Linked DNA regions of Mus musculus: all the other regions are linked to region 3. Evidence: chromatin contacts called from public ChIA-PET, HiChIP or PLAC-seq and promoter capture Hi-C data. All regions are on one chromosome and are shown on one strand. The core of a region is the stretch at or near the end of the contact, and the rest is flanking DNA. Distances in the headings are between cores, read along the strand shown.

Region 1 (5,691 bases), core at 55-2,554, 780 kb before region 3:
TTGAACTCAGGTCCCTGTGTGTGCACTGTAAGCACCTTACTGACTTCATCTCCCCAGCCTGTCAATCATCTATTGACCAAGTTCATCGATCAGGAACACTCCTGTGCAAGGGCATCTTGCAGAGTGCTGCCTGCTGTCATTTTCTGAGCGAGAGAAGTCACAGGTGGCAGAGACACTTAAAAATGAGATGACTTAGCAGGTAAAAGCACTGACTGCTCTTCCGAAGGTCCTGAATTCAAATCCCAGCAACCACATGGTGGCTCACAACCATCTGTATTAAGATCTGATGCCCAGGCCGGGAGAGGTGGCCACGCCTTTAATCCCAGCACTTGGGAGGCAGAGGCAGGCGAATTTCTGAGCTCAAGGCCAGCCTGGTCTACAGAGTGAGTTCCAAGACAGTCAGAGCTATACAGAGAAATGTCCTGTAACTCCGGTTGCACGGGTTCCAACTCTCTGCTCCGACCTCCGAGGCTCATGCACATGCACACCTATTGAAGGGAGGGATGGGGGAGGGAGGGAGTCAGGATGTTAGGGACAGTGAGTGAAAATGAAAGACCAGGTCAGTAAATGGCCTGGGGTGGGGGGAGCCCTGGGGGCATGGACTGTGCAAATGAGCACACACTTCCCATCAGCCACTTACCCTGCTAAGCAATTACACAGGGAAACTAGCCCATTCCCCTCTACCTGGGCACTCAGTGGTCCAGGGCATCACTGTACACAAAAAAAAAAGGAGAGGGGGAGGGGGAGAGGGGGGAGGGGGAGGGGGGAGGGGGAGGGGGGGAGAGTGTTTATTTTTATTTTTTGGTTTTTGTTTTGCTTTGTTTTAAATATTTTTCCTGAACTCAAGAGAAACCGGTGGGCAGAAGGAGACCACTTAAAGGTGGCATATTCTGCCGCATACTTTGATCCTGGGGAGACGACAGAATTGGAACAGGGCAGAGTAGGTGGAATTTCTGCCCCTGAGCTGAGTGGGCGGGAAGGAGCGAGTAGACAATGAGAAGCGACAGAAGCCCCAAGGAGCAGCAATGAAGGGCGAGTAGTTCTCCAAGGACCAAGTTCGCTGGGTCTCAACATGGTGCCATCATTAAGAGGGGCTCCGGAAAGGAGGTAGCAGGGTCAGACAAGGCAGCTCTGACCGAAGTCTGAATGGCAGGCTTCACGGGCAGACTTCTGACCTCTATACCTGGAATCTGGCCCAGTTACCCCTCTCTTTGAAGAAGAACGTGGCCTCTGAGTGCTAACTCCCGAAAACTAGCCATTTCTAGGAACTGAAACTGAAAGCTGTTCGGGCATCAGGCCCCGCCCCTTGGGGAGGAGGCAGGCAGGGCTCACGCCTAGAAGTTGGGGACTTACATCTGGGCCAACATAGATAGAGCAGGGTCTGAGAGGAAACCTAGGAGCTCAGGCTGCCCTTCAGCTGCTCCTGCCTCTTCTAATCGCTCTTCCCCACAGGACCCTGCCCCACCACACTTCTCTCTCTCCTGACCGTCCTGAGCCTGGATTGCAGCTTTGTAAGGCTTCTGAGCAGGTAGGTGAGGGGCTCCTGCTTGGCCTATAAACCTGCTCAGGGCAGGGGAGTCTGGGGTCAGGTGTTCCTCTGGGGCACCCTGTGCAGCAGGCACCCTCCTGCACTGTCTTCAGGATCGGAGTGCATGGTGTCTGGCTGAATCAAGTCCTTCCAATTCACCAGAGAGAAGCAGTGTGCTTCTTTTTTTACCTGGGTATCCCTGGGTTTGTGGGTCTTCTGAGGGAGCCTAGTTAAGAGAAAACAGGTGGGATTTTACTCAAATTCTCTTGGCCACTACTTCGATGACCCCTCAGGGGCCAGAGTCCAGGATCAGAACAGCCCACAGGTAATATTGGAACATTCTGGAATTGTGTAATGTGCATCTGTTCTCCATGTGCGACACGCAGGGGCTAGAACTCTGGCTTGGAAGGCTGGGTTCATAAGGAAACTTTTTGTCTAACTCTGTTGGGCATTATCTATCTGCCTTGGAGACGCTGGTTCTTCATCTGCCAGCATTTAATTTAATCTTTTGGAAGAGAGTATAACAAAATGCAACCCGACGGAACATAGTAACATAGGCAACCAATGGGCTGCCACTTCCACTGTGTATGTGACCTTTTTTGTGCAGGTGTGTGTGAGACTATTGCATTTGTGTGTGGGCCCGAGTGTCTGCTTGCCAGTGTGTATGTGTGTATAATCCAGAGGCTGACATTAGGGTGTCTTCCTCAGTCACTCTCCAATTTATTTCATTTTATTGAAATAGAATCTCTCAGTGAACCTCTTGGCTAGACTGACTGGCTGGCCAGCAAGCCCTCTGGGATCCTCCTCTGGACCTCCACCTCTCCAGCTAGGGTATTTTAGGCATGAGTATTGAAACTGGCTTTTATGTGGATGCCAGGGGTTCAAACTCCTGCTTGTGAGGCCAGTGCTTTCTTCATTGAGGCATCTCTTTCCCCCCCTTTCCCCAGAGTATTTAGAGAGATCTGGATCTTTATGGAGAATTGTAGTCAGCTTTAGATCAACCAGAAGCGTGACCAGGAACTGCTTTGTATAATTCAAGATGTCTTTCTTCTCTCCTTTCTTCCTTTCTTTTCTTTTTTCTTTCCTTGTCTTTCTTTTTGTTGGTTTTTTTTTTTTCTTGAACAGTCCACGGGGGCTTTTTATTTATGTTTTACACCTCTATAAAAAGGTGGCACACGCCTTTAATTCCAGCACTTGGGAGGCAGAGGCAGGCGGATTTCTGAGTTCGAGGACAGCCAGGGCTACACAGAGAAACCCTGTCTCGAAAAACCAAAAAAAAAAAAAAAAAAAAAAAAGAATCCCGGGATTTCCCCCCTCTGTGTGTTTTCGTCTTGCTTCTTCATGGTCCAGTACGGTGAAGCCACACTGACAGGTGGGAGCAGGTCCGCACTTGTTCAGCCTGCCTTTGGGGCCCACAGTAGTCCCCAGCTCTGAGATCATCAATGATTTAAAATTCGCCAATGTAGCTTTGCTTCATCATCTCAGTTAGGACCTGAGCGATGCCTTGGCCCACGGCCCGACGAGTGCCTGGCATTTGCCTCTCTTCTCAGCTGTTCTTGAGAGCACCCGCCGGGGCATGCACACCACAAGCAAGCTCACGGAGAGATGGCAGAAAGAGCTCCTTGTGGTTTCTGACAATACATTTTCCTCATCTGTCATCAGTTGTTGTAAAATCGTTTTTCTAACAGGTTCTGAAGGAGAGTAAAGAGTGCAAGGCCTAGAGCAGACCCACAGAGTTCAGGCCCACAGACATAGACCTTCATACTCCATAAAGTTGAAGAGAGAAGAAAGAAGCCGAGGACCACCGGCCCAGCCATTTTAGCTGAGACTCCAGAGCGTTCACTCAGACAGCGGAGAGCTGTGGAGAGAGAGAGAGAGAGAGCAGGGCACACACGTCCCATGGATTTAGTCACAAAGTTGCCACAAAATATCTGGAAGGTGAGTAGCATGGCTTGCCTGATGTACCGATGAGAAAACTGAGACTTCAGAAACTGGTTGGGCTGGCAGGGAGTTGGATGAGGCTTCAAACACAGGTTGGGGCTCTTGGCTGAACTCCTCCGTTCTGAGCTTATGTCCAGGCCCAGCCACTGTGTGAGTGGCTGCAGACAGTGCTCTGGGGGGAGAGATGAACTCACTTCAGGAAGGGAACAAAGGGAGGAAACATCCCAGGAGAGAGGACTGAGGAGAGAGGCCACCCGGGACAGGAGGGGAGGCCACCGAGGAAAGGAGTAAAGAGAGACGCTAGCCCAGGAGAGAACTGGGTGGGGCCATCCCAGGGAACTAATCAACACTCAGAAGTTGTTCCCTGGAAGTGGTCCCACAGCTAGAACGGTGGCTTTTTGGTGCAGACACTGGGCTCTTCAGTGTAAGGATGGGAAAAGTATCCTTCATGGGATACAGGTACACACTACATGAATCAAAGAGATGGTCTTGAGTTTGGGAGGTTTTGTTTGTTTGTTTGTTTGTTTGTTTTATTTTGTTGTTTTCGAGACAGGGTCTCTCTGTGTAGCCCTGGCTGTCCTGGAACTCACTCTGTAGACCAGGCTGGCCTCGAACTCAGAAATCCACCTGCCTCAGCCTCCCAAATGCTGGGATTAAAGGTGTGTGCCACCACCTCCTGGCAAATTTAGGATTTATTTATTTATTTATTTATTTATTTATTTATTTATTTATTTATTTGAGGCAGGGTTTCTCTGTGTAGCCCTGACTGTCCTGGAACTCAGAGATTTGCCTGCTTCTGCTGGGATGAAGGGCGTTCACCACCACATCTGGCTGATGTGAAGTTTTGAAATGTTGGTGGTGATGCACACAGAAAGGGCTATTTTTTCTTTTTTTTCTTTTTGAGACAGGGTCTCACGAAGTCCAAGCTAGGCTCAAACTTACTGTGTAGGTGAGGATGCCTTTAATTTTCTTATCCTCTTGCTTCCAACTCCTAAATTCTGGGACTACAAGCTTAAGACACATGCCCGGTTTTCTGTGGTACTAGGGACTGAACCCAGCGCTTCGTGTGTGTTAGTCAAACACTCTTATCAACTGAGTAACACCTCTTGGGGTGTCTCCCTCTCCCCTCTCCCCTACCCCCTCTCCCCTCTTCCTCTCCCCGCCCCCTCTCTCTCAAGGAAATAAGAGGTTGTTTATTCTGGAGCGATTTTGAGTTTCCATGGCCTAGGAATAGAGATTTAAGTTACCCCACATTTATGTTCTAATGTGGAAGCTTCAGAAGGTTTTTATAGCTTTACACAACAACAAATCCTAAATCAAGGTAAATTTAAATATATCAGTAGACACATCAGAGAAGCAGAATGGGGGAAGCTTTTCTCTTTCTTTCTTTCTTTCTTTCTTTCTTTCTTTCTTTCTTTCTTTCTTTCTTTCTTTCTTTCTTTCTTTCTTTCTTTTTTTTTTAACGAGACAGGGTTTCTCTGTGTAGCCCTGGCTGTCCTGGAACTCATTCTGTAGACCAGGTTGGTCTCGAACTCAGAGATCCACCTGTCTCTGCCTCCCGAGTGCTGGGAGCCACCACGTCTGGCAGGGGAAGCTTTTCTATTGGCCCAAGATGCCATCTGATCTTTTTTTTTTTTTTTTTTAAGATTTATTTATTATATGTAAGTACACTGTAGCTGTCTTCAGACACACCAGAAGAGGTCGTCAGATCTCATTACGGGTGGTTGTGAGCCACCATGTAGTTGCTGGGAATTGAACTCGGGACCTTCAGAAGAACAGTCAGTGCTCTTACCCATTGAGCCATCTCGCCAGCCCGCCATCTGATCATTTTAATAGATAGAATTTTCCTTTTCTTAAGGAAATAAGAGATAGTTTGTTCTGGAGCCATTTTGATCATGGTTCTAGAAGACAGATTTAGGTTTCCACAAATTCTATGTTCCAACAATCCCTGTTAATGGTGGCATTGTGAAGAAGGCCTGTTGAAATAATTAATTGATAATTCCTGGCGTTATGTTCCAGAATGAAAGACACACACATAACCTTTGTGTTTTGTATTGTGCCTTACTCAGCACAATAGCTGGCCACTGCCTGACCTCCACTACTGATGGAATCTACCTTGTACAGAGAATTCCAAGAATTCTGTGTTCTGTTTTGTGCTCTGGACCCACTGGTCTGGGCTGCACTCTCCTGGTTCCTTCACATGGCATCCATACCTCTCTCGC
Region 2 (5,716 bases), core at 721-3,220, 590 kb after region 3:
ATTTGCAAAAGTGATCATATCATGAGGATCAGTATAACACAGATCGTTACTTACAAACACTCAGTGTATCACCAGCATCACAGAAACCTTCCACAAATGTTAGCTTGAATGAATCACTGTCAACATTTCTTGTGTGTGGTTCTGGGCAGTGAAGCCAGGACCAAGCTAGGCAGGAGCTCTAGACTGAGTTAAACATCTTCAGCTCTTATGTTAGGTTTTATCATTTTAACTGTATTGTATTTGTTACTGCATTCTCCACTGGAATACGTCCATCTAGAAGCTGAGAGGGGAGATGTACTTGTTTGTACCCCTGTACCCTAACAGGGAGTCATCTAGCCTTCTAGCAGAAAGTTCCCACTCAACGGTGGGAAAACTTTCTGTAAGGACAGTTTAAACCAGAGGGAAAAGAAAATTGTTTATGGTTATGAATAGAAGGATGCAGTCATGTCATTCTTATGACATTTTGGAAAATAAATACAAAATGTATTGATTTTGATCCACGAAGAACAGACGTTTATTATAAACGAGGTAAGACTCTGTGTCAAGTTCATTTTGTACACATCTGGAGTGACTGTAATGGAAGAAAGGGGTTTAAAAAGATACATGGGAAACGAGAGAGGAAATACAGGAAGAGGAAGAAAACAGGAAGAGCCAGGGAATTAGAAGTTAAACAGCGTAACGAGTACTTGTGAGCATCAAGTCATTTAAGCGCTTCTTGAAGATATATGGCTTCTTAGAACTGTGCTCTGAGAATGGAACTTAACGCTCAGATGCGGGACTTTGAGCCTCATCACCACACGGAAGGTGAAATGCTTTTGGATGTTTTTTGTTTTCTTTCAAATCTCTCAAAGAACCTACTGTTCCAAGAATTTCCTACAGCCCTAGGGGTTGAACTCAGTCCTTCCCACATGCCAAGGAAGTGCTGTACCACCCCTGAGCTACAACCCTACCCACCCCCCAGAGTCCTTGCTGCGGAGTTCTGCCAGAGGTGTAGGTCTTCCGGGATTACATTTTTCACCTTCCACACAGCCTTCCGGTCCTTGCCAGGAGTCTTCGGAGAGCTCCCTTCACGTCCTTATTCCTCAAGGTGTAGATGAAAGGGTTAAGGGTGGGGGTGATTATAGAATAGAAGAGGGAGATGAACTTGCCCTGCTCCTGTGAGTAACTGGATGGCGGCTGCAGGTACATGTAAATGGCGGGCAGGTAGAAGAGGGAGACCACCAACAGGTGGGAAGAGCAAGTCCCGAAGGCCTTGTGCCGTCCCCTGGAGGACTGGATCCTCATCACTGCCCGAGCAATGAAGCCGTAGGAGAGGAGGATGAGGGCCAGAGGGACCAGCACAAAGAAGGCCACCAGCACAGCCAGGGTGGCATCATTCGCCGTAGTATCAGCACAGGACAGCTTGATCATGGCTGGCACCTCGCAGAAGAAGTTGTTCAGCACCTGCCGGCCACAGAAAGGCAATTGCACTGTCAGGATGACCTGAACAAGGGAGTTGCCGAAGCCGCTGAGCCAGGCCATAGCCACGAGCTGCTGGCAGAGTGGGCGGTGCATGATGATAGCATAGCGGAGTGGCTCACAGATGGCCACGTAGCGGTCCAGAGCCATGGCCGCCAAGACAACGCACTCGGTGCAGCCCAGCCAGTGGAAAATGGCGTATTGCACCGTGCAGCCACCGTAACTGATGGTCTTCTGGGAGCTCCCCATGTTGAACAGCATCTGAGGGACAGTGGTGGTGGTGTAGCAGAGATCCAGGAAGGACAAGTGGCTGAGGAATATGTACATGGGGCTGTGGAGCTGAGGATCCAGCTGGGATACCAGGATGATAGAGATGTTCCCCAGCATAGCCAGAATGTAGAACACCAGGAGGACTGCAAAGACTGGGAGCTCCAGCCATGGCCTGTCGGAAATGCCCAGGAGGATAAAGTCCTTTGGGGTGTCCCAGAAGCAGCTGTGGTTGTCACCTCTCATGCTAAGGCATCTTCTGGGAGCTGCGATGATGAGTGAAGAGAGTTTGGGTGAGTGACTGGCACGGGATGAAATGAGTCATTTTCTCACGGTGTCTGCTTTCTCTCAGGCTTCCTCCTGCCTGACCCTCTTTAGCCCCCTGGATGGGGCGTCAAGACAGCAGTATGCGCATCTCACACCCCCTCCTACTCTGACCTTCACCAAGCCAGTCTTGCTAAACTTCAATTCCTGCATCTGTTACAGTGGGAGTGGGGATGAGGCTTGCCTCGGCTGCAGATCCTGGAGAAGATAGAGAGACTTCGGTGCCAGAGTTCCACACAGCCTCAGGCGTCATTCACGTTCAGTCATGACTCCCATGATTCCCACTGCCCCTGGAGTGTTTGACTTCTCCACAAACACGTTGATGGGAAAGTGTCCACTTTCTGAGGCTTTTTTATTTTGTCTTCTGGAGACAGAGACAGGATAGAGGAAAGAGGTAAAATAAAGCAGGAAGACGCGCTTTGCGAGCAGGGAGGGACTCTCTCGATAAGCTCACAGTCATGCAGCCTTCTCACCTCTGATGACGACACCTGGCCTGTCACTGTGAGGATGTCACTGTGACAATGTCACTGTGAGGATGTGCTCTGGCTCACAGGACTACAGAAGCTCTGGCCCTAGACTACTCACCATGGCTTCTCTGTCCCTCACTCAGACTGTAAAACAGCAGGGTTCCAGGCTCTCTGAATACCTGGAGTGGGGGGGGGGGGGGAATGGAAAACTTTACCTTCTGATTTGTTACTGATTCCCAGTGAGACCTGAGTGCAACAATGGTGAGCTTGGGAGAAAGTCCTTAGAATTGTTTGACAAAAGATCAGTTGGCTCTGGGATGCTATTTGTTTCATACTTAGAGTGACATTTAAATCTTTGCCAAGGAGATATTATCAGAGAGAGACAGAGAGAGAGAGAGAGAGAGAGAGAGAGAGAGAGAGAGAGACAGTGAGATAGAGAGACAGAGAGACAGAGACAAAGAGCACAGCCAGTTTGATTTCTGGGTGCCGCTGCTCTCAGGGAACCAATGAGCTGCCTGCCATCAGTGATTCATGGGATTGAGGTAGGAGACAAAATGAAATTAGGTCATTAGGAGTTGGCCCCAGTAAGCCTTTGACAGCCTGGAGACCTCAACCATTTGGAAAAGTTCCCCTCACGACTATCAAAGCTGCTCTGTGGATCAAAGCCCCTCTGTGTGCAGAGTCAAGGCTCTCTCTCTCTCTGGTGGCCTCTGATAACTATACTAGTCCATGATGGAGCTCCAGGGCTAAGGAGAAACTTGTCATTTATGCAGCAGAGGATGTCACCTTTTTACATGTTTCTGTTTCCACTGTCTGTACCTATTTAAAAATGTAGTTCTCAACACTTAGCCAGCATCCTCTCTTAGAGTCCCCATTCATTACTCTCTCTCTCTCTCTCTCTCTAATAAATAGTGTGGGTTGAAGTGTTCAACTCTTGAGTGCATGGCCTTCATCCTTCATTGTCTCCAAGATATGATCCCAGGGTGGAGGCAGTTTGCTGTCGCAGCTATGACAGCTTGCTGCCTGACCTACTGCACGGTCATTCTAGAGTTCTGATTTCCCAGTCTTCTCCAAGTATGCCTCTGAATACACAATGGAGATGCACTGCTTCAAGATAAAACTGAAAATCAATCTCACATGTAGGTAATTCTTAATTCTCAATTTGGTACCTTGTGCACACATTGGGAAATTAATGAAGATCTCCTTAAGTTAGACATTGCAGCAAGCACCCCTCCTCCAGCTGATATTTCAAAGAACTCCAGTGTTATTTGAAAATAATTCAAACCCTAGAGTTTAGATAGACAAGTGCTAATTTCTTCTGCTCTGTATGTAGTTTCAAAACTAACGTTCTTTACAATAGCGGTCTCACTAGGCTTGTGAAACATTCAATTATTGCCCGATTCAAAAATTCTTACAAGCATTAACTTCAGTGAGCAGGATGTATCTCGAATGAGCTCTGAAACTCTGTTTTAACACAGTGAGCCATGAAACCCATGTTTTAAGGTGCACACTGGAGACTGGGGCTAGTATGCCTTCATGGTGGTAGTGGTGGGATCGATGTCCTTTGCAGCCTCCTTGGGGACAAAGCAGCTGAATGCCAGGCTGCCACTGGCTCTGTTCTCCAGCTCTTCCCTCCAGTCTCTGCATCTCCTGCCTCTCCTGCTGGAATGCAGCTATCCAGTCACTGTACCACCTACACATGACCCTTGCTCTCAAGTGTCCTCTGAGGTCCAAGTGCCCTCTCAGGGTGAACACATTAATTTCTGCATTTGGCATAGTCACACTAGAGCAGAGTTCTTCTGGACCTATGCCTGGAGTTGTAATCTTGGAATTCCCCCCAGCCCCCTTTCCTGACATTGTGAACCAACACATCTGAAACTTTATCTATCAATCGAGCTCCCAACTCCTATGCATCCTCTCCCTTCTAACCTGAGACCGACTTCTCTCTTGTCATGATGGCTCAAAACATCCAGGGTGTTTCTAAGGAGGGTCTACTCATTTTAGCCCCCAGCCAGGATCTTGTGCTATTGATTCTATCTTCATAAGGCTGGTAAGGGCTGTCTCAGCTTCCTTTCTGTCCAGGGCAGTAAGGCCTGTCTAGACCTCAGGGCTTGCTGGCATGCTCTGCAGATGGTCTTTACTCCCCTGCTTTGTAGCCACACACAGTGACAGCATCTTTCCTAGACTCAGGTTCTAAGAGCAAAATGCCTTCAAGTAGTTCAGTTAGTTACCTAGTTTCCAGAGAGATTAGGACCATCTCCTTCCATGGTCAGAAACATGCTGTGGATGCTTTGATGACACTTGGACTGCTGTGGTGTGTGTGTGTGTGTGTGTGTGTGTGTTAGGATACAGACATGAAGATATACTCTTATGACATATGCTATCCTTTGTGTAGTATACAACCCTCTGATTGATCTTTTTATTTATCTGTCCATCTGTGTATCCACGTATCCATGTATCTATCTATCTATCTATCTATCTATCTATCTATCTATCTATCTATCTATATATCTATCTATCTATCATCTATCTGTCTGTTTGTCTATCTACCTATCATCTATCTATCCACCACCTATTAAATCATCAGTCTACTTATCTGTCCCATCTCATCCTTAACATTTGTTGTTGAAATGCTCTTGGGACCTGATACAATTGTGATTTACTTCACCATTGAAGATGGAAAAGCAAGCTCAGAGCCCTAAATATAATTTCAAAGCAGCTCCTGAGATGGGCAAAATAATCAGCCATCCATGAGATTTATTTCTTATTATCCCTTTCTTCAATCTGAAATTCAGTTTAAAATTTCCTCAATCTGGGCAGTCAAATCAAAGTTTCAGTCCCTGCCTTAGTCAGCAGGATTAAGCCATGGGAGACTGAGTCTTGATGGTAAGGCTGTGGGTGGTAGAGTTTCCCTTAATTGATGCTAATAGGTGCTCTTTCATGACAAGGGTGAATATGCAGAGGTATATCCTGGCTCAATGGAAGTCTTCCCCTTAGAGTTCTGATTAGAGTAAAATTGGGCCACTCCCAGCATGACGAGGAAATAAATATACAGTCTTACCATTACTGATTTTGGTCAGCACCACTCTGCTCCGTGAATCAAAAGCTTCATTCGACGAACTAGCTTCCACCTATAATTTTGTCCAAAAGCAGATGTCACAAAGCCTCCCTGTGGTGCAGACTCTGGTTTGTCCGGAACC
Region 3 (5,726 bases), core at 2,539-5,038:
GAGCTCACAGGCCCTATTTAAGCACATTAGGGGGAATTCCAGGGAGGGGTGGGTAACCTTATCTTAATTCACTGGCTCTATATCTGGGGACATTCCAGAACCACCACTTGGGGCTGGGGGCTGTGTGGAGGGGGGGCGGGGGGGGGTGTTGACTGTTACTGGGGAAACCTGGAAACTGTTGCTGGGGAAGCCTGGAAACTGTTACTGACCATTGCCCTTGCCTCAGGCCAGGTGGGGGGCAGCAACTGAGGGTGGGGCACTTTCTGATTGGCTGCCCGAGGCTTAGAGGATTTTCCAGTAACTGACTTTTGCCCAGTTCTGAGAAACAGAGATCTAGGCCTGGTCTCCTGAACTGCCAGTTTGAAGCCTGTCATGGAGTCAGCCTGTCTCAGTCCTCTCACTGTGCCTCAGCATCTCAGCGTCCTCAAGGTGGATCTTGTCAGGGCTGCTTTTCTGGTGGTTTTTCAAAGGTAATCAACATTTCCACTTTAACATAAAGTGTGAAGTGCACACAAATCAGTGAAAGATGAGTCTTTGCTCTTTGAAGAAATGAAAGACATCTGTCTGTCTTTATACGTTGGTTTGGATTCTCTGACCAACTGTGATATAAACTTCCATCCAAGCTGTATGAAGGGATGGAATGGCAGGTCCCAAGTGTTCCCCAACAAGGGGATACCCTGTCTGTCTCTCGCTGAGCTACCATCGTTAGTCCTGTTAGCCTTTGCCACATTTTTTGTGTATTTCAGAAGGCTGAGCCTTTTTTTTAATCATCTCTAGAAAAACATTGTTTCTAGGAACACTTTACCTATAATCCTTTTGACCTTATTTATCGTAATTAAAACATCTGACAATTCTGATTTTTCTTAAAACCTTTTAAGACTTTTTTCTATTAAAGTAACCTCTGGTTTTGTGTCCATTAATCCTTTGAGCTCCTCTACCCAACTGTGATTTTAATTTTGGCCTCTTATCATTTATAGTAGTTTGTTATAATATCTGATTTTGGGTATCTTTAGAATCTCTTGTTTTATCCATAAGAGCAGCTCTATAGTAAATGGCTTACTTAAGTTTTGAACAGTTGCTTGTCCTATCAGGCTTAGATTTAAGCCTACCAGGCTAGAATGTTTTACCAGGCTAGAATGTTTTTCAGAATACTCTTTCCTTGGTGGACAGGAAATGAATGGCTCATGTTGGTTTTTGTAGAGCCCGGAGCAAAGCCTCTTTGTTTTCCAACTGACATTAAGGAATTGCCTTGAGTATCTTTGGATGGCCTACATTCATGAGCCTTACTTCCATCCCTTCTACACCTTCTACACTGCACAGGAGACTTCTTCCCTGGACTATCATAGAATAATTTATCCTTAGGAACTATTCACAGTCACAGCCACAGGCTTTGTATGCTGAGTTTGTCCCACCATAACTGAATTTGGGTATTAAACTCTATATCCGCAGGAGTTTTCATCCATTTATAAAGAGGTACAAATCTGGCCCTTTTATGTCCAGTAGCCTTTTTGCACTCAGCATTAGCATTTTTAAAAGCGAAACATTCAATTAAAATCTCTCTAGCAGTTGGATCTGATATTGCTCTATTTGGAGATAGAGTTAACCTTGGTAAAAAGCCAGTGAAAGATTCATCTGGGCCCTGGGTCACCTTTGTAAAAGACTGAACTCCACCCTGTTGTAAGGCTCTGTTGTAGGACGGCATCGTCAGGGTAATCTGGACTCTCAATCCAGAACAGTCCTTCACTTAGTAACTGATGGCCGACACCATCAGCACCTCCATCCTATTTCACTGCCCCACACGGAAGCCTCATCTTTCCACCTCAGCCATTGCAATTGAGGGCCAGGCTTTAAGATGGCTGGCATCAAATCTCTCCATTTGATTGGAATTATATGATTTTTTTGTGTGGCCCAGTTATTACATATGGTGAATGTAAGCCATAGCTCATTACTGCTTCCTTAAGCGTTCTAAAATCCTGTGCTTCTAGAAGTTGCCATTCAAATTCTTGATAACCCTGTGAATTTCTTTCATCTCCTCCCAATTCCTTTATCAAGTCTGGAAAATCATTTTAGGTTTTTTAACAGATGTAGACTGCCCTTTTCAGTCTTGTTCCAAGGTGGTACTGAATGTTTTAGCCTTCTTTCCCCTGTCTATCTCAGTATCTTTCTCAATTCTAATTATAATTTTTTTTCTAATTTTTCTCCTAAGACCCATCTCCATTTTTTATATTTTCTTCTTCTTGTAGCTCTACTATCTTAGTATTTTCATTTTTATTTATAAATCTTTCCAATTTCTCTTCTATGACCTGTCTTCATTTTTCAGATATCTTTCTCGTCGTATCTCTACTACTTTAGAGTTTTCCTAATTTTTATTTATATTTTTTTCTAATTTTTCTTCTAAGGCCTGTAACCTACATCTTCCAGTCTTCTCCTTATCTAAGTTTGCTTTCTTTTGATCTCTCTTTAAAAAGATATAGAAAATTTGTTATCGTTACTGAAAAAAATTATTTATATGCTGATAACTATAGCAAAAATTATACAGACTCTAGATGCCCTGTGCCACTGAGTTCTTTCCATTTTTATCATAGAAGATATTTTCCCTTTAATCTCTATCTCCTTAAAAACTTCGATTTACCAACTTAAACTATATTTGTCTACGATGTTTTATATTTAGTCTCTTTCCTCTTTTATTGTTTTCAAACTTAATACCTTACCGGTTCAGAAGTTTGGGGCTTTTTAGTCCCATAGCCGCTGCGGGAAAATGTTCCTTTTGTTCTTTAGTGCGTCTGCAGGCTCCACAGACCAGCAAGTGTCTACGGTGGCTAACTTCAACCCCTCAGCTCAGTTCAGGAGGCTGCCCCCATTGTTTCCATCTTTCTGCAGGCCCTTCCGACCTGCTGCTCGAGAATGGCTTTAGGTCTTTACCTGCAGCCACCGGCTGAAAGCCAGGCCTATGTGCCCCAGCTCTGGATCGCAAACTGCGCTTGGTTCGTGCAGCTCTGAGAAGCTGCTCGCCTGCGGGCCACGCCAGAGGCTCGTGGCCGGCCGCTGCCTGACTCAGCAGCCGCGGGAGTGCTAGACCCGGGCCGCTGCAGACGCAGGCTGGAGTGCGTTCCGGCTCGCTACCCAGTTGCTTATAGACGGCCGCTCAAGCGCTCAGCCCGCCGCTACGGGAAATCTTACGGGAGAGAAGCCGTGCCTGGCTTTCTAGTTTAGCACTCGCTGTCCACAACTTTTCTAAGTTGCTGGCCCCAGCAACGTCAGATACACTCGCGGCAGAAGTTGTGGCCGCAGACGGTCACCACCATAAGCTTTGACTGTTTCCTGATTCGTGCATAATCATCCCGTTATTCTAAGTTCTGCCACACGTGGCTGGTTACCTGGTTCTCAGTTTTTGCTGCTATCTCCATCAGCGTTCTGGGGCCAAACTTGCGTCGGTGTCGATCCCGGCATCCACCCCGGCCCCTCTCTTTTCCAGGCATCACACCTTCTAATTTCCTGCCTAAGCTCACTGGCCATTGTATTGACCGGAGAAAGGTTTACACAGTGCACAAGAGATTAGCTACAGAACCCATGGCCAAAGTTTGCAGCATCCGGATCTTGGGGTGCGGGGACACCACCTGCGGAGACTTGTCACCGCAAGAGAGGCGAAAATGCGATCTCTTGCACTATAATTCGATTCCGACCCCGAGCCCCGATACACAGCGGCCAACCCAAGAACAAACGGGTTCTAAAAAATAATAAAAACTAGCTTCCTGCTTCCGCTGTGGTTTCTCTTCCGGCGGAAGTCTGAGAGCTTAGTGCCGGATGTACCCACTACCCAGGAGGCTGAGAGTGCCGCTACCTGCTCCTGGCCCGTTCCCACTGCGCTCTCGCGGCGGAGTTGCCCGATCCCGGTGCACCACGAAAAGCTCGATCCAGGCGCAGACGCCAGCACCATGGCTGCCCCAGACTTGTCCACCAACCTCCAGGAGGAGGCCACCTGCGCCATCTGCCTGGATTACTTCACCGACCCGGTGATGACCGACTGCGGCCACAACTTCTGCCGCGAGTGCATCCGACGTTGCTGGGGCCAGCCCGAGGGCCCATACGCGTGCCCCGAGTGTCGCGAGCTGTCGGCGCAGAGGAACCTACGGCCCAACCGCCCGCTCGCCAAAATGGCAGAAATGGCACGACGCCTGCACCCGCCTTCTCCGGTCCCGCAGGGCGTCTGTGCGGCGCACCGCGAGCCGCTGACCACCTTCTGCGGCGACGACCTCAGCCTGCTGTGCCCCATCTGCGAGCGTTCGGAGCACTGGACTCACCGGGTGAGACCGCTGCAGGAGGCGGCGGACGACCTCAAGGTGCGTTCCATTGGGTGCAGCCGGCCAGTGCCCGGTGCGAAGGGATGTCCCGTTACTGCCCTGCCCTGAGTTGAGGAAGTGTGAGTTACAGTTAACTTGATCCTGTGACGGGGTCGGGATTGTAGCCTGTCTTATTCCAGGATGAGATGCACGTGCATTCTGGGGAAAACCGGGTGTTGGTAGTCAGTCCAGACTCAGCTTGGAGAGCTTGTGAAGGGGCCCGCTGTCAGATCAACAGTTTGGCCTGTGTCAGAGTTGATACTCTGCCAGTGTGTCCCCATCACTGCATGAACTTGGGTGACCAGAATAAACCAGGCACCAAGTCTCCTTTACTTTGGACTTTAGCACAAAGGTGAACTTATAAACTTATAAACTTAAAAAGCTTATAAACAGAGATCGTCCCAGTAATTTTTCATTTCGTTTCGTCCATACCCGGTTTACCGATGATTGGTTGGCAGGTTTACCCCCCTGCCACCAAACCCCTTAATGGTGCTGAAAGAGACCCACATCTCTCCACGAATGACATGATAAGCCCTGAAGGGACAACACTAAAGCTGCTCTATTGCCAAAAAAGAAAACCTTTGTCCTCTGTCCTGTTAAGTTCACTGTCTGAACAACAGACAAGACAGATCAGCTTAAGTAACACTAAGTTTCTCTTGCATAGGGGTTCACACAAGAAAAGAGAAAGAAAAGCTCAGAGAAGCAGTTACCCTTAGGCCTTTTATCCCAAAAGGTGTGGAGTTACCAGAAAGAGACCTTGTGAAATAGGAAATGATTGTGAAATAGGAGGCTGATGGCAGAGAGGGTGTCTCCCTCCTGCAGAATGGATGCTCTGTCTTGCGTACGCTTAGGTATCTGTGGCTGTTCAGCACAGGAGCAGGTTTGGGTGTGGGGGACACAGCCTGCTTTCTGGTAACGCCAGGAAATGGGCAGATAGCTCTTCCCTGTGACCAGTGGGCCTGCAGTGAGCCATCCCTCCACTCACTAGAGTTTGGGAGGGGTTCTTTAGGCCATGCTGGCCTACGTGGTCCTGGTGACAAGTTCACTCTTTGGCTCTGGGGCCATGAGTGAGTAGTATCCAGAAGAGAACCAAAGAGACGGAGGAGGGATTACATCGGCAGGAACCAGGAGCTGAGGGGAGAGCAAGCCCAGGCCTATCCCAGGGCCTCCTGGGCTCCACTCCACTCTCACCACACCCAGGGTAGGAAGTCTGGGTCATTACCTAACCAGTGGTAGGGTTGCATGTGGCCAGAGCTCGAGGCCTTTGCCAAAGTGTGTGCAGGCTGCTGTTGCTTCACAGCTGTTTACAATACTGCTCCTGACTTAAGCATTGAAAATAGGGGCTGGCAAGATGGCTCGGGCGGTTGAAAGAGTGCACTGCTTCTC
Region 4 (5,268 bases), core at 916-3,415, 970 kb before region 3:
CTGTCTCAAGGAAAGAGAGAGAGAGAGATATAAAAGAAAAAAACAAAGTATTTACCAATAACTAAAAGTGAACCCTGGTGGCAACGTGCATTGCTGTGCTCTTTGATTAAAGGGTAGACATGCCACAGTTTTAAGCTGGGGGAGGGGATCTGCCTTTAACCCCAGCACTCTTGAGGCAGAAGCAGGCAGATCTCTGTGAGTTCCAGGCCAGAGTGAGGAGTTTCAGGACAGCAAAGGCTCCCCAGAGAAACCCTGTTTCAGAAAACAACAACAATAACAAAAATACTGCTTAAATTCTCTATCTCCTTCAAACCGTATATTCCTCCGTGCTTCTCCGAGCAAGCGCTGGCTTTAGTGTGTTGTGCCTTATAATGGGGGCACTTTGGCTCTCATTGACTACTTAGGCATTAATTTTCCTCTAAGAGAGGGGCTATCAGGGAAGGCTAGAGAGCTGTCCCAGGCTTGCAGGCAAAGACTGGAGATGGAATTGAACACCAGATTGCTATGAACACTTTCCCCAGTATTCCCGGTGTCCACAATACCAGTGTCTGGTCTCTAAGAGTCTTTTCAGGAAGCCATGCCCCCCACCCAGGAGACCACCTGTTTTCTAATCCTTCTTTTGGAGAGTTCGCCAACCTTCCAGGCTGTTCGGTTCTCAGATTTCTAGATCCAGTCAGTTCCTGACACGTCTCTTATTTCCAGTATTTTGGGATCTGAGTTCAAGGAAACCTTCTCTCAGCAATTAAAGAAGCCAATCTCAGTTAAATTCATGATGTTGTAACCCTCTAATCCCAGCACTAGGGAGGCAGAGACAGGTGGGTCTCTGTGTGTCCGAAGTAAGCCTGGTTGCCTGGTCTACAGAAAGAGAGAGTTCTAGGATAATCAGAGCCCAGAACTAGACAGAAACCAAACCAAACCAAACCAACCAACCAACCAACCAATCAACCAACCAACCAACCAAAAACTCTGCTTGAAAAACAAAAAAATACCCAAACAAACCAAACGGAAAAAACAACCCAAAACAAACAAAAAGCCAATCTTGTCTACTTCATTACAGCACAGTGACTACTGCGCTGTAATGAAGTATTTGTTTCTCCTGTTTACTGTGCCTTCCCCCACCTTACAGTGTAAATTCCGGGAGGACAGGTGCTTGTTAGCCTGGTTTATTGGCAGACCTTTCTAAGAACTTTGCAGGCCCCCAGAGCATAAAGTCAGTAAACATTTATTGAACCAAATGACAGAGAAATTTGAAACCACCTGGCATAAATGGTTCCTTCATTTTACAATAGAGAAATCGAGACCCAGGAAGTGGACCTGACTACTGCTGATAACCCCTAACTAACTGCAATGGGGTCAGGGTTAAGATACAAATCTCAGAGCTTTCTGAGTCCCTCAATTAAGTGTCAGTTCAACTCTACCCTAAACAATTCTATAGAAAAAACACAAGCGACTTGAAAGAAAAGCCATTTCCTGCCTATAAAACACTGGGTTTCGAGGGCCTGCATAGCGTGGGTACTACTGGGAATTCTGTTCTCTTTCCGAGGCGCTCGCTGCCCCTGTGGGGAAAGAACTCCCTTGGACCCATTACCAGTGCTCTGGCCAGGCTGCAGCTGGGCCAAGGTCATCGGAGTGGGGCCAGAAGCCACGCACAGGGGGCGGCCAAAGAACCCCTCTGCATCACTAGCCAAGTCTGGGCTGACATAGTAAAAGACCCCAACGCGGAGCCCCGAGAAACACTTGTCACCAGCGTTAGCAGGCCGGGCCGGCCGCGTGGCCAGGTCCCATGTGCTCCACCTGCGACCGTTCTGGGGCGCTGGCCCTTTAAGGCTCCTCCCCCACCCCCGCCCTCCGAAGTTGCATCAGGCACGTGCTCGCCCCCGTCCACTTGCCGCGCCACAGGAATGGTCTCCAGGGGGCGGGGCCGGGGCGGGACCTTCCGCCCTGCGCGCGCGCGCCCGTCGCCGCGCCGTCCCCGCCCCTCGCGCGCCGCGTCGCGAGGCGCGCGCCCGCCCGCCGCCCGCCGCGGATCGCGTGGTCTGGCTCGGCTCTCCGCGCCGCTCCCCCCCTGGCCGTCCGCACCACTGCAGCCCCCCGAGCCGCCCCGGGCCGGGGGCGGGGGGACGCAGGCGGCGGACCGAGGTCCGCCAGGCCGGCTAGGCGCGCCGGAGCCTTCTGCCCGGCGCGCCACTCAGCGTCAGCCCGTCCGCGCCGCTCCGCGTCCGCGCGGCCCGGGCTCCGGCGCCCCGCCAGCGGCCTCGAGCGGGGCCCGCGGCGCGCCCGGCCCCTCCGCGCAGATGGCCACTCAAGTGGAGCCGCTGCTGCCGGCGGGCGCCCCGCTGCTGCAGGCCGAGGAGCACGGCCTGGCGAGGAAGAAGCCGGCGCCCGACGCCCAGGCCGAGTCGGGCCCGGGTGACGGCGGCGGAGAGCCCGACGGCGGCGTCCGCAGGCCGCGGCCCGCCTGCGCCAGGCCTGGCCGCGACGGCGCGGAGCGCGAGAGCCCGCGGCCACCCGCAGCTGCGGAAGCCCCAGCGGGGAGCGACGGCGAGGACGGCGGCCGGCGTGACTTCGTGGAGGCACCGCCGCCCAAGGTGAACCCGTGGACGAAGCACGCGCCGCCGCCGGCCGCGGTGAACGGACAGCCGCCTCCAGGTGGGTCTGCGCGGCGCGGCACTGGCCCGCGCAGTGACGCGGGCGTTTCCCTCGGAGCGGGGCTACCGGGGCCGCAGCGGTTGGTGGCAACGGCATGCCTCGGGCCTAGCTTGGCGGACTGGGCCGGGCGGGGCCGCTCGTGTGCCCTGTGCTCCCTATGCGTCTCGGCGCCTCGAGAGTGCGTGTTCAGAGAACATGTGTCATGGCTCCGAGCTGGGCCTGGCTTTGAACTTTGCAACTTTGCGCTTCGGGGAGCCGGGTGAAGCGTGGGGAGCGCGGGCCCCTGCGTGCCCGGGAGCCGGTTGCGGCCCGCGGCGACGCGAGGGGCGTGTGTGGCGGCGAGGGAGTGGCCGCGCCGGTGCGGGGCGGGCGGGTGACAGTTGGGCGCCATGCGCCGTGCCAGGACTGTTCGCAGCGCTCGCCGGCCGGAGCTGCGCGCGGGGCTCCCCTCCCCCGCTGAGTCCGGGTGGGAGGTGGCTCGGGAATCCTAGCCGGGCGCGATCGGCGTGGGCATCTAGTGGCGCACCACTCGGGCACAGCCTCCGCTTGGGTACTCCTGGGTGTTTGATAGTGAGCATGGCCCTTGAGTTTGATCGTCGGAGTCCTGGTACTTTTAACTTTAAAAAATGAAAAAAAAAAAAAAAACCAAAACCAAAAACTTGCTATGGAGCTTAGGTGTGGTTGCCTAACCTAAGCTGGGCACCGAGGAAGTCGGAGCTAGCCGCTTTCAGGTTCCAGAGTGCTGGAAAGTGTAGGCCTAGCCCTGGGGGAAACCAGCACGTTGGTTGCCCTTTCGATTTCTCTTAGGGTTGCTTCATAAGGAAGAGGGCACATGGGGTTGGGGGTGTTGTAGTACCAGAGTTTCCCTCTTCTTCTCCTTCCCTTCCCGAATCCTCTTATGCAAGGGGCAGTACTGAAACCTCCATTTTCTTTCATATCCTCGTTTTCCACCCACAGAGTGGAGGAATCAACTTTAAGACGCTCTTTGGTCCTGCCCCTCTTTAAATTCAGAGGTATAATCATCCTCTCGAGCCGCGCTCCTCAGAAGTTTAAATGAGGCTGTTCGCTCAGTTCGCCGCACTTAGCTACTGGTGAACCTGCCTTGTGGGTTTTAAATCAGCTGTGACAATCAGGCAGGATTGGGTGCCTGAGCTGGCATTTTGTGTAAAGCCATGGGCCCTTGATAGCTTGCGTCATTGGAGCTATTGATCGTGGGAAGAAGACAGTTTGGCTGGCATCTCAACTTTTCCTCAGGATAAAGCCAAACTCAATTTAAGTGACCAAAGCACACATTTTAGGTATACTATATCTGTTCTGTTCCAGTGGGGTTTTTTGGTTGTTTTTTGTTTTGGTTTGTTTGTTTTGTTTCTTTTGTAATCTTACCAGTTGGTTTTGATAGAATCTTTGGAGTAGTTTTTTGACAGACTTACCAGAACTAATCCAATAGCTTCTGAATTTAAGCTTGTTAAGACCTTGGTGCTTTTTAAAGTGAATTCTGTGATTGGGTTGTCTGTCTGGCAAGGCTAGGTGGTGGTGGCCTTATTGCCTCAGCCAAAGGGATCGGTAGGTCCCTTTTCAGCTCTGATTTTATCTTCAGCCAGGACATCTTTAAATGAATGTGCCACCAGTGGAGTGGTTGTGTGGTCTTGGGATTTTTATGTTCTGTGATGCATGTGTTTTTGGGAGTGTACAGAAATGAGTGTCTCATAAGCAAGCTAAGCTTTCCAAAGCTTGCTGCAAATGCCTATTTTTAGCCTTCTTTTGGCTCAGATGCTGGTGTTTAAGTATTTGAGGGACACTAGCAGTAACTAGTAATAAAGTATGTTTTACCCTCTCTTCCTTCCATGTGGCATTTCCTATCTTGTTTAACCTCTAAGTCCTAGGTTTGTATTGGGGAGAGGGGAAAGTGAGGGCATAGTCTTAGTGTAGCCTGGAACTTAGCTTGGAACGGAATCAAGGCTGGTCCTAAACTCCTGATTCTCCTACCTCTGCCTTCCCTATACCTGGTTTTAACCCCTCCCCACCTCCACCTCTGTGTGTTTGTTGTTCCTTAGTTCCAGTTTCATTCTTTCTTTTCTTTATACATACATTATGTACCTACTGCAGTTTCCCCTTCATTTTCCCCCCAACTCCAACCCACCCCCGTTTTAGATTTATGGGTTTTTTTGTTTTTGTTTTTTTCTGTTTTTTTGAGACAGGGTTTCTCTGTAACCCTGGCTGTCCTGTAGACCACGCTGGCTTCGAACTCAGAAGTCCGCCTGCCTCTGCCTCCCAAGTACGGGGATTAAAGGCGTGCACCACCACTGCCCTGCTAGGTTTATGGTTTTAAGTTTTGGGATTTGTCCTTTTGGACACCCTCCTGAACAGTATTTTTTCCATTCTTTCCCCTTATTCCAGCCACACCCCCTCTCAATCTTGAGTGCCCAAGTGGGAAGAGATGCATAGATTTTTGGGGTCAGTCTGCACGTGCTGTATCGCTGTCTCTTGTTAGCTGAGTCCCACCCTCCTCATTTGAACAACAGGGAATAGTTTATGATGTGCATGCCTCTCAGGATAGTGGTGACCCTTCACTGTGATAACAACATTTCTCAGCCTTCCTAATGCAGTGACCCTTTAAAT
Region 5 (5,154 bases), core at 2,238-4,737, 810 kb before region 3:
CAGTCCCTCCAAGCGAGAGAGGCCACGTGCGCGCGCCGCCGGACCCGGCGACTTACAGAACTCCCCCAAGAGGACGGCAGGAAGGACTGCGCCGACCCGTGAGGGGCTCACCTCGAAACGGGGGCGCCCCTGGGCTCGCGCCCGCACCCGGACCCACGCGGACGAGGAAGACGGAGGTCCGCGCAGCGAAGCCAAAGATGCCTCCGGGCGCCGCGTCGCTGCAGCGTGAGCAGTACCAGTTGGGGGACGGCGGCAGCGTCCGCGGCTCCGGCTTCATCTCCGCGGCCGCCCAAGCTCAGCAGAGGAGCTCTGGGACGGTGGTTCGCAACCGCGGCGTGGAGCGGGAGGGGGCGGGATCGATTTAAACCCCGCCCCTGGAGGCGGGCGCTACGGAGCGCGTTGAGGCCCAACCCGCGCCTCTCGCTCCCGTGCGCCGCCTGGAACTAAATTCCAGGTCCTGAGGTTACATATTTTCCTTAATTAAGGATTTAGACCTGTGGAACCCGCCAACCAGCCACTGAGCACACACGCACACGCACACGCACACGCACACACACACACACACACACACGCTAAATAAATAATAAAGGCCAACACACACACACATACACACACACACACACACACACACACACACACACACGCGCTAAATAAATAATAAAGGCCAACATGATGTGAAATACCCTGTTTCTACCAACCTCAAGGTTGACTAAGAGATGAGCTAATGCGTTTGTGTGCATTTACCGCCATATATACCTGTATTTAACTAAAGCTCCTTATTTTGTCCAATCCAGCAAGGCAAGTATTATTAAGCGAGAAACATCTGGGACAGATTGGACAAGGCAGTTCAGTATCCCAATTAAGTTTTTTTTTTTTTGGGGGGGGGGGGTTCGAGACAGGGTTTCTCTGTATAGCCCTGGCTATCCTGGAACTCACTCTGTAGACCAGGCTGGCCTCGAACTCAGAAATCCGCCTGCCTTTGCCTCCCGAGTGCTGGGATTAAAGGCGTGCGCCACCATGCCTGGCAAGTTTTTGTTTGTTTGTTTGTTTGTTTGTTTTTAAATGCTACATAGCGGCGTACTTTTCCAGTTTTTGGGAGGTGTTTTAAAGACAGATGCAAGAGTGTATTTAGCTGAAATACTAAAAGAATGAATCTGAGCTCTGGCTCAGCACTCAGGCAGGAGGATTGCCATGTGCTCCAGGCTAGGCAGCCTGGGCTATAGTATGAGAGCCTGTCAAAATAAATGAAATGAGTCAGGAATCAGAAAGGACAGGAAGAGACTCTGTAGTTGGGTGGGAATTCTGATTCCTGATACTGGGGTATTCAAAGATTAAAGAGCAGAGGTTTGACATCCCGCCTCCTGCTTAATGGAGTGCCTATGCTGTGAGAACTAGTTAGTGGTGTGGAGGGAAAAAAGAATTGAACTCTGCTTACAACTCAAACCCAAGCAACTTGTTCAGATTCGACTGTACTTCTGTACTGCTGTTAGCCCTTCCTGAATGTGGCATATGGAAACTTGCAATGGCTATCATTAATAGAGAGCCCTTACCTATGCTAGCATAGCCTAAGGGCACTAAATTCAGGGTTACCAGACTCCACATTGATCACTAGTTTTGCCAGGAGCACACAAACGCATTAGCTCGTCTCTTAGTCTTTATTATTTATTTAGTGTGTGTGTGTGTGCTCATATTTCACAATGTGTGTGTATGGAGGTCAGAGGTCAAGGAGTTGGTGCTCTCTTTCCATGATATGGGGCCTAGAGACTGACTGACTTCAGCTTGTCAGCTGGACCATCTCGATAACACCCCATCCCGTTGGCTTTTTTTTTTTTTTTTTTTTTTTTTTAGACAGGATCTCACTATATAGCTCTGACTAGCCTGGCACTTGCTCTGTAGACCAGACTGTGTTGAATTCACAGAGATCTACCTGCTTCTGCCTTCCTGAGTGCTAGGATTAAAGGTGTGGGCCACCATGCCAGGCAATTTGGTTTCTGAAAGAGTTTTCTCAGTAATGTTCACAAATTTGTGTTAGAGTGATCTTTCCTTCCTCTTTCTTCTTTTCCTTTGAGATAGAGTCTCACTGTGTAGTTCTGATTGGCCTGGAATTTGCAGCCCAGGGCGACAAACTGGTGGAGATCTTCCTGCTTCAGCCTCTCATACGCTGGGATTACATCATGTGGTGCTACGCCAGGCTCCTTTTCTCTGAGACAGAGCCCGGCTTGTGTAACATGGTGGTTCTTTAACACCAGTCTCCCACATGCTGATGTTACAGTCATTTTTAACAAGAACCCTGAGGCCCACTGAAGACAGAGTTTGATGAACCAGCCTGCCTCCATTTTAGGCTTAAAAGGTATCTTTTTTTTTTTTAAAGATTTATTTATTTATTATATGTAAGTACACTGTAGCTGTCTTCAGACACACCAGAAGAGGGAGTCAGATCTCATCATGGGTGGTTGTAAGCCACCATGTGGTTGCTGGGATTTGAACTTCGAACCTTCAGAAGAGCAGTCGGGTGCTCTTACCCACTGAGCCATCTCACCAGCCCAAAAGGTATCTTATAGTAGAGGCAAACTAGATTCATTCCTGTTTATGATTAAACCTCCATTTCTCACTGATTGGGCTATGCCACACCTGTAATCTTAACTATACATGGTTCTGTGGGTTCCAGAAAATGGCAACTGTGTCTTTGTTTCAAAACCATCTTGTTAATCCTACCTTTGTTTCAAAAGGTTTTTATGGCCGGTCATGGTGGCCCACACCTTTAATCCCAGCACTCGGGAGGCAGAGGCAGGCGGATTTCTGAGTTCAAGGCTAGCCTGGTCTACAGAATGAGTTCCAGGACAGCCAGGGCTATACAGAGAAACCCTGTCTCAAAAAACCAAAAAAAAAAAAAAAAAAAAAAGGTTTTTATGACTACCTTCTTAGGACCACCTTGTGATCATAACTTTCTTTCAGGAGGTGGTTATGACCAATTTGCTAGTCTGTTTCTGTTTATGGGACTAACTTATTAGTCAGCTCCTGTTCTAGTTCTGCTCCTGTAACCTCCACCTAGCAAATCCATTTGGAAACACCCAACCCCTGAGCTATAGAAACCTTGTCTTCCTCATATCCGATGCTGCCTTCTCAAACGTTGCTTTAGGGGGAAGCAGTTCCTGTATGCAAATAAAAAAAGCTTGCTTTAATTAATTGCTTGCTTTAATTAACTTGGCCATTATGATTTGGATCAGTGGTCTTTCTTGTATCTTTGGCCTTAAATATTTAGGATTAAAAGGTTCTCCTGCCCTTTTCAGGCTGTTATGAGGTGAGGTCACAGTTTTTCTGATTTTCAGTCTTTATGAGGTCATTCACTCCAAAGAAAGACTGCTCTGACCAGACTTTTCACAAGGACGACGCATTCCTGGTCTCCATGACAACGCACTCTGACTTTTCCGGTCCCGGAAGCCGGCCTCGGACTGCGCATGCGTATAGTCAGCCGGCGTTTGATCCCGGAGGCTTCCGTAGGGCTCAGCATGGCGGCCGCACTACTGCGAGAGTTGGGTAAGGCTTGAGTCTTTCTTAGAATTTGGGAAGGAGGAGATAAAGAGAATCGAAGTTGACAGCTCGTATTCACGTTGCAGGTGCACTGAGGGTACCTAACCTGAGGATCTGGGCAACGCAGACGCTGCGGTAAGAGTCCTGCCACGAAGATCTTGCAGGCTGCGCCTGATCTGCATCGATCACAGTGCACTTGTGTGCCAGGCAGTACTTTCGGCCTCAGGTGGAGGGCGGCCCGACCCAGAACCCCATAGAGACTGTTGCCTCCGGGGGCTCCTCTCGGTGTTTTCTGACCAGCCTCTCCCTATTCCGTAGGCACGATTCGAATCTTCGACTTTGTGTGCTATACCAACAAACATTCCTGGTTATTTCTTTATTCACTTGCCGTGGGCAAGGACTGTTTGGAGACTCGAGGCTTGCCTGACATTGTACATTCGTTCGCTGTTGTTTCTCAGCAACTGGAGTTTGAGCCTTTTGCTCTGCAGAACATTCTGGAGCCTCTCGAGAAAGCCTTTTGTTTGTTTGTTTGAGTCTCGCCATAAGTCAGTCTGGCTTCTGCTTACCAGTCAGAGGCTGGGATCCTAGGCCATGCACTGTCCTGCTAGGACACAAGCGTCCCTATGCAGTTGAGTTAGCACTGGCATGGATCCGTAGGGTACATCCGAAGTTTCGATTACATATATAGTACTTGCAAATGAATTGCTTCTTTGGAGCAATATTTTGACATAATATAATTATAGTTGTTTGATTCCGTTTAAAACCCATTTCAGTCCTGAGTATTCATAAAACCTGTAAGTATTCATGAAACTTTGTCACTGTTAATTCATGGCATACTTAATTTACCAGACACCATATTGATTGCCAAATCTGTATTGAGGTTTTGAGAAATGCAAGGCAGTTTCTAAGGGATGGCAGACAGTAGGTACCTCACGCTCACAAAATCTTGTTTAATAGTTTATCCTAATGGCTTCTTTGAAAGATTGAAGTCAGAGTTGAGCAGCTTATGGTTCTGTCACCCTGCTGTGAGTGATGATATAAAATGATGTTAGAGGCCTTAGAGACATTGCCTCTTTCCTCTTTCTTACATACATGAAAACCAAGGCCCAGTGAAGTGACAGTGTGCCGCTGGCTTTAACTATGTAAAATGTAAACACCAGTGATTCAAACTGGAGAAGAAAGTTTGAAGGCCTAGAGATTGCAGGTGTATCTGGATGGGAGACGAGCCAGCTCTGTAGTGTCTGGATAAGGGTGGTGGTGACGTGGCTCCCAGAACGGCAGAGAGGTCCAAGTTTCTGTTGTCTTATGGGCTTCCTTCCTTTCAGGGTTTTACCCCCGTCGTGCATCCACACGAGTGCTTCTCTTGACATTTCTCGCAAATGGGAGAAGAAGAATAAGATTGTTTACCCACCTCAACTGCCTGGCGAACCTCGGAGACCAGCGGTAAGTTTGTAGGGAGAAGTAATCCCCTAGTTTTTAAATCTATTTTTAATTTCTTTTGAGTCGGGTCTTATGCTGGTTTTGAATTCAGCACTTAGCCCAAGCTGGTTTTGAACTCACAAAACCCTGCCTGCCTCTGCCTCCCAAGTGCTGGGATTGACGGTATGCACCACCATGCCCTGC

What was found. Promoter capture Hi-C pulls out the DNA fragments that hold promoters and counts their contacts. ChIA-PET counts read pairs in DNA pulled down with a chosen protein or histone mark. HiChIP or PLAC-seq counts read pairs in DNA pulled down with a chosen protein or histone mark.
Region 1: an RNA polymerase II ChIA-PET map of memory CD8 T cells shows a contact between it and region 3, with 21 read pairs. The contact joins the promoter of Igtp here to the promoter of Trim11 in region 3. A contact is called at or near these places in 1 of 39 promoter capture datasets (liver) and 3 of 115 datasets of contacts at active chromatin or transcription factors (the 230-238 cell line, bone marrow-derived macrophages and memory CD8 T cells).
Region 2: a contact with region 3 is called in a promoter capture Hi-C map of neutrophils, with 3 times the contacts expected there. The contact joins the promoter of Olfr222 here to the promoter of Trim11 in region 3. A contact is called at or near these places in 3 of 39 promoter capture datasets (hippocampal neurons, liver and neutrophils).
Region 4: an RNA polymerase II ChIA-PET map of memory CD8 T cells shows a contact between it and region 3, with 8 read pairs. The contact joins the promoter of Larp1 here to the promoter of Trim11 in region 3.
Region 5: an H3K27ac HiChIP or PLAC-seq map of extraembryonic endoderm stem cells shows a contact between it and region 3, with 5 times the contacts expected there. The contact joins the promoter of Mrpl22 here to the promoter of Trim11 in region 3. A contact is called at or near these places in 4 of 39 promoter capture datasets (cranial neural crest, hippocampal neurons, liver and 1 more), 2 of 484 Hi-C or Micro-C datasets (brain and embryonic stem cells) and 1 of 115 datasets of contacts at active chromatin or transcription factors (extraembryonic endoderm stem cells).

Annotation. Positions count from the first base shown.
Region 1 is chr11:58,198,252-58,203,942 of GRCm38.p6, forward strand. It overlaps Igtp (interferon gamma induced GTPase), which reads left to right and starts at 1,305. Exons shown (of 3, transcript NM_018738.4): 1 at 1,305-1,528; 2 at 3,217-3,466. The coding sequence starts at 3,428.
Region 2 is chr11:59,569,768-59,575,483 of GRCm38.p6, forward strand. Olfr222 (olfactory receptor 222) reads right to left here and starts at 1,971. Exons shown (of 1, transcript NM_001011789.1): 1 at 1,015-1,971. The coding sequence starts at 1,971. The coding sequence ends at 1,015.
Region 3 is chr11:58,974,305-58,980,030 of GRCm38.p6, forward strand. It overlaps Trim11 (tripartite motif-containing 11), which reads left to right and starts at 3,789. Exons shown (of 6, transcript NM_053168.2): 1 at 3,789-4,340. The coding sequence starts at 3,936.
Region 4 is chr11:58,006,899-58,012,166 of GRCm38.p6, forward strand. Larp1 (La ribonucleoprotein domain family, member 1) reads left to right here and starts at 2,166. Exons shown (of 19, transcript NM_028451.1): 1 at 2,166-2,649. The coding sequence starts at 2,295.
Region 5 is chr11:58,168,177-58,173,330 of GRCm38.p6, forward strand. It overlaps Mrpl22 (mitochondrial ribosomal protein L22), which reads left to right and starts at 3,488. Exons shown (of 7, transcript NM_175001.5): 1 at 3,488-3,537; 2 at 3,618-3,666; 3 at 4,857-4,974. The coding sequence starts at 3,510. Gemin5 (gem nuclear organelle associated protein 5) reads right to left here and starts at 363. Exons shown (of 28, transcript NM_172558.3): 1 at 112-363. The coding sequence starts at 277.